Regions from separate parts of the Sus scrofa genome. Here region 2 is linked to region 1. A link is a contact called in public promoter capture Hi-C data. All regions are on one chromosome and are shown on one strand. Each heading gives the region's core, a stretch centred on a gene start, on an enhancer-like site or on the middle of the called end of the contact. The rest is flanking DNA. Distances are from core to core; before and after follow the strand shown.

Evidence for each region. Promoter capture Hi-C pulls out the DNA fragments that hold promoters and counts their contacts.
Region 2: a promoter capture Hi-C map of liver shows a contact between it and region 1, with 2.1 times the contacts expected there. The contact joins the promoter of FMO4 here to the promoter of FMO1 in region 1. A contact is called at or near these places in 1 of 5 promoter capture datasets (liver) and 4 of 47 Hi-C or Micro-C datasets (heart right ventricle, liver and omental adipose tissue).

What each region holds. Positions count from the first base shown.
Region 1 is chr9:63,859,875-63,862,706 of Sscrofa11.1, forward strand. It overlaps FMO1 (flavin containing monooxygenase 1), which reads left to right and starts at 1,366. Exons shown (of 9, transcript NM_214064.1): 1 at 1,366-1,415. It also overlaps the pseudogene LOC106507839.
Region 2 is chr9:63,907,485-63,910,316 of Sscrofa11.1, forward strand. FMO4 (dimethylaniline monooxygenase [N-oxide-forming] 4) reads left to right here and starts at 1,362. Exons shown (of 10, transcript XR_002335778.1): 1 at 1,362-1,502; 2 at 1,611-1,710.

The sequences.
Region 1 (2,832 bases), core at 116-2,615:
ATGCAGCTTTACATTTTGTTTTACATGAAGCATGTGATTAGGAAAACTCATTTTCTTAAGCCTCAGGGCCTATCTGAAGAGAAGTTCCTTTTTTTTTTAAGCTCAAGTTGTGCATGAATTACTGAACTTTTTCTCTGCTTTTTTTTGTAAAACATACTTTGGTACTCTTCACTGAAAGTTGTAAACATTTATCATTAATCCCTTTTTGTGCCTTTTTTTAATTTTGCCAACCATGTTTCTAGAAACATTACTAATGACAAAAAAAAAATCAAGAAAAAAAAATTTTGCCCTTCCAGAACCTTCCTCCTGCTTCTTCAGGCTTACACAATCTTTCCTGGAGTTTACTCTCTGTGCTGGTGGGAATCATTTCAATATTACAGAACGACACGTTCTCTCTTCTGGTAATGGCATCATCACCGCTATTTCTATCATCACCACAGCTATTTGCAGAGTGTTTACTATGTACAAGACTCTCTATGTGCATCATCTCATTTAATCCCCACCACAACTATCTGAGGCAAGAATTATTATGCTTATCTTTGAGGAAATTTAAGCTTTAAAAAGTTATGTAATTTCTTCAAGATTACTCAGAAAGTAACTTGTGAAAACATTACTTAAACCCAGGATTTGTGACTCCAAAGTCATGTTTCTCCCATAGGTTTGTCATATTTCCAAGTGCCTGGCTAGTCATCTACACTTAAGAAGGCTTTAAAAATTGAACTTAATCATGTGGGTGATATATGATTTTAAAATAATAATAATAATGATTTTCTATAAATGGGAAGTGGATCGAATCACTTAAAAGTGAATCTCTGGTGTACAAGATGTTGTCATAATCACCTTATTTTATTTATTCCCTCCCTTTTAAAGAATGAAATCTATAAACAATGAAGATGCTGCTGTGACTCGATGATTTCTATTTTGCAGGGAAAAGAATAATTTAAAGTGCATATCACCAGTCAGTGTTTCTTTTAGCATTTCGCTGTTGCAAGTATTCAAGTTAAAGTATAAACAATGGTTAACCTTAGATTCCAAATTCGGCATAACAGGTATGATGAATGCAGAGCCTGGTGTACTGGGGACTCCTAGGCCAGCACAGGCTCAGGATCATCCATCCATAAGATTTCTGCAGGCTCAAGTCCTCACTGTGGCCAAGTCTTGGCAGCAGGAACTTCTAGTACATAAACAACAAGATAAAATCTCTGGTTCCCTTGGATTAGGGAGGTGGGGCCCAGATTTTTCCTGTTTTGTTACTGAGCTTCAGGACAGAATCACCTCACCAGAATGCCACTCCCTCAGTCTGTGGAAGAGCTATAAAGCCACTCCTGCCTCAAAGTACAAAGAGAGTGGTAAGTAAATGCTTGAGTGCTTGGGGACAGTAAAGTCAGATATTATCAAGTCTTCTGTGTACACTGGTAAGTACTTTGCTGGGTAGATTACTAAGTGGTTAATTAGAAGATAAAACTTGGATTCCTAATGCAAAGGAAAATCAGTATTTTTTTCTCAAGTGTTTCCATTAATAGCTTCTAACATGGTGCCGAACAATGCTTTGGGGGTTTGTCTACCAGATATTGGCATTGGGCACATGCTGGGAAAGAGAGGACAACCCCCTCTCTTTTCGAATCTAATTTATGTTGGCATGTTGTCCTTGGTTCCCGTTGCTAAAAGTGCTCCATTCTGTGCATTATGACAAAATGTTTTGATTTGCATACTATTGTCAGATCTTTTTTCTGGTCCCACTTCCAGCTGAATTCATAAGATTATAAATTGTAAGGGTTTTGAAAATCTCTTGTAGATATCCAGTTGAATGCCATCTGATTTACAAATGGAGAAACTAGTCTACCCTTCGTTATTTCTTAGTTTCTCTTCCAGCCTAGGGAACATCTTTAGCCTTGTAACAGGTATGATGAATGCAGAGCCTGGCAGAATTTTTCTTACTTCGTGGTTGTGTTTAGGAATAGGCTTATATTGGTGGGGAACTGCTGGAGGATAGAAATCCCAGAGAATGGCCTTGCTCTAATCCAAATTTCTTACCGGCTGGTACTCATTTGTTCCTAAGGGCTAAGTGGGCACCTTCACTCACCCTCAATTGCCATTCAACTACTCTCTCTGCTTATTCTTGAAATGCACAGCCCATTAAGAATATCATATCATTGTACAGCCTGTGCCAGGATCTGTGTGCTGAGGTGTGTGTGTGTGTGTGTGTGTGTGTGTGTGTGTGTATCTCTGTGTGAGAAAGACAGAGACAAAGAGAAAGACACAAAGAACACAGGACAGAGAGACAGAGAGAAAGAGAAAAGGGAAGAGAGAGAGGAATGGGTAATATACAAAGAAAAGACTAGATGCAATTCCAATGCACTAGTGAAGATGGCTTCCTAGGAAATACATAGGTGAGTCACACTATAAGCAGTTAAGAAATTAATCAATTGATATACTGCTAGACTCAGATAAAGATAATTTGCATTTTCCTAACACTGGTGGATAAGGTCTCCATCTTATTTACCAATTAAAAATCAATTAAAAATATATCCAGAAGGAAAGACTATAATCTAGAGTTTCCTAAACTTCGTACATTCAAGGACTTCTTTATTTTGTAATTCTCACAGAGTCCCCAGACTATAGTTTTTCATATTAAGTAGTCAGGCCCAATAACTTATATATTTCTATTCTTTGTATGTGCACTTTTATTCTTTTATCAAACAACTTTGTAGCTGTTTGAAAAAATAATATACAAATTGAAAGAAAAGTGGTATTTTTATTTCATTATTAAATAATCACAGTTATTTAATATTGAGGATTATGTGCCTGCTGGGCACTGCACTTCTCAACCCT
Region 2 (2,832 bases), core at 112-2,611, 48 kb after region 1:
ATGCACATTCTCACTGCACAAGCCAGCTCTAGCACACCACTCAGTAAGAATATTGGAGTTCCCGTGGTGTCTCAGTGGTTAATGAATCCGACTAGGAACCATGAGGTTGCGGGTTCGGTCCCTGCCCTTGCTCAGTGGGTTAACGATCCGGCGTGAGCTGTGGTGTAGGTTGCAGACGCAGCTCGAATCCAGCGTTGCTGTGGCTCTGGCATAGGCTGGCGGCTACAGCTCCGATTCGACCCCTAGCCTGGGAACCTCCATATGCCGCGTGAGCGGCCCAAGAAATAGCAAAAAGACAAAAATAAATAAATAAATAAATAAAAATATTTGGGGGACAACTGAAAATGACCTGTATGTTACGTAAGTTATTGAATTTATACTGATTTTCTTATATACCATAATTGAAATATGGTTGTGTGGAAGAATGCCATTCTTCTTGCAAGATAATGTGCTAAAATATCCGGATGGCAACTTGCCATCTGAAGACTACTTTTAGATGTGTGTCTACAGATGCATATGTGTGTAAACATGGGTGGAGAGAGAGAAAGAAAATGTCAGTGTGTCAAGAGGTTGCTAGTTGATGAAATGGGTGAGGAATACATTAGTGTTCATTAATAAAATAACTCTTACAACTTCTCTGTGGACTTAATATTTCTCAAAAGAAAAAATATGTTGCCAACAGCAGACTTTATATAAAAATCTGAATTTTCAGTCTCTATTGAAAGGAGCTTAAAACCTTGCAATAGTGGGCTTATGCTCTCAAATAGCACTATTTAGCTAAACCTAATACATGGGGGTGGGCAGGTGCTTTCCAGTCAGATCTGATCAGGCCCTCTTCTCCGACCCTTGTGGGCATTTGCATCTATGATTGTTCAATGAGCTGAAGATGGTCCTTTATGCTGGCTTCCAAGCACTCAGTGGAGAAAAAGATGCTGTGTACTTACTATTCTATTACTGCCAGTGCTTCTGTAATTATTCCTTTTCGTGTGCCCTGGGTTAATATCTAAAACTAGTTTCATGTTTTCTCAAACATGTTTTACCAGCTCCCTCTGCTGACCTTTTCTGAAAAGACGAAACTGCTTAAATCCCTTATAAATTCTCAATTTTGAAATCACACTTCTGGGGTGCGGGAACTCTAGACTTGGAAGAACTGCTGACATGACAAATGACTTTCTCCCATGGCCCGCTCCTATGACCACTGAAGGGACTAATAAAAGAGTCAGAATTTAGAAAGTACACTGCCCCTCTCCCTGGGGGCTGTGGTTTGGGGGTGACTTGGCGCCCTCTAACGGCTACGAGGAGAAGAGCGGCCACTTAACCTATGCTCCCCTTTAGGGCTTTGCCGGAACTGTGACGTTTCGGAGGGTGGGGGAAAAGGGTCAGAAGTCGCTTGTGGCCTTCGAATCCGAAAGCATTATTCTAACTCGTCATTTAGCCCTCCCTCGAGATCACGGAAGTATCTAGCCGTGTCCCACACAACTTTTTCTGTTTTGTTTTGCTCTGTGAGTATACTTTCTGCTATCACCAGCAGGACAGGAAAGACGAATGGGTTTTTGTTTTAAACCGAGAGCAATTTTGTGATAGTTGGCGTTCTTTTATTTTCCTTCCAGAACAAAGAGTTGGAGTTTCAATTGTTTTTCAAGACAAACACTACCTTTGGTATTGGTTTTGAGAAATAATTTGTCAGAATATCTACTCTATGCCAACAAGGTAAGTGTCCTGGATTTTTTTTTTTTTTTTAATGGGGGTATTTTTCCAGGAGCTGCTTTCACAGAGGATGAATATTCTCCTTGGAGAGTGCATTCCTTAAAAATTATTGTGATCCTCTTCTTCAGGAGCCTCCTGATTAAGGTTAAAGCAGAGAATTATGGAGAAAACCGGAAGCAAAGGAATTGTAAGGAAACAAAGTTATGTTGTAGGGTGAAAACACCCAGAAAGGAGGTGTGGGTGAGAATAACAGAACTGTGGGACTTTCTGTCATTCCAGGCTCACTTCTGATTTCACTTTATGGATGAGATGGCATTGCCAGGCATTGGGAAACACAAAATACTCCACGAGTGTTATGGCAGGACATACTGTAGCAAAGGAAGAACACTGGTAGAATGATAATAAATATGAATAGATCAAATTTCTGTCATATAAATCATAACTAGTTACATAATAGCCTAATCACCCAAGTCTCTCCATGTCTCAAAAACAATTCCTACATTTTGTCAGGCATGACAAAATGTAGGAATTTATAGTCTGTCAGGCATGGGATGGGTTTTGATGTTGTCCAAAAGTCCAATTCAGTAGCTTAGGACTCCTTTCTATTAAGGAAGCAAATATCAGCAACCTTTGACCTACAATGGAACTTATGCACACTTTATAGCACACTTTATTGTTTACAAGGGGCTTAACACATCTTACACCCCCCTGGCCCTTCAAGCCTGCAGTATTTGTTGCTGAAAGTCAAACTCAACAGTTGCCTAATAGAAATGCAGAGACGGAGTTTTGCTTGAAGGAGAAAAAGATGGCTTTATTTATTGCCAGGCAAAATCAGCCACAGCATGCTGATGCCTTAAAGACTGTGGCCCCCTTGGAAAAGATTAGGAGGTGGTTTTATCATTTGGGGAGTGGAATATAGGGCCACTCCCCAAATCAGAGTAGAGGCAAGCTTGCATTTTCTTTCAAAGCTGGTGTTTAAGTGGCCCCAGGACTGGTTCTTATGGTCCTCCTTCTTCCAGAAATGAAGAATGCTTCATCAAGTAGTTCTTCTATATGTTGGGGGTTTTAGTTCTACAGAAAGGCTCAAAGATGTTGTTATGTATATTCCTTGAGAAGGAACCAGGA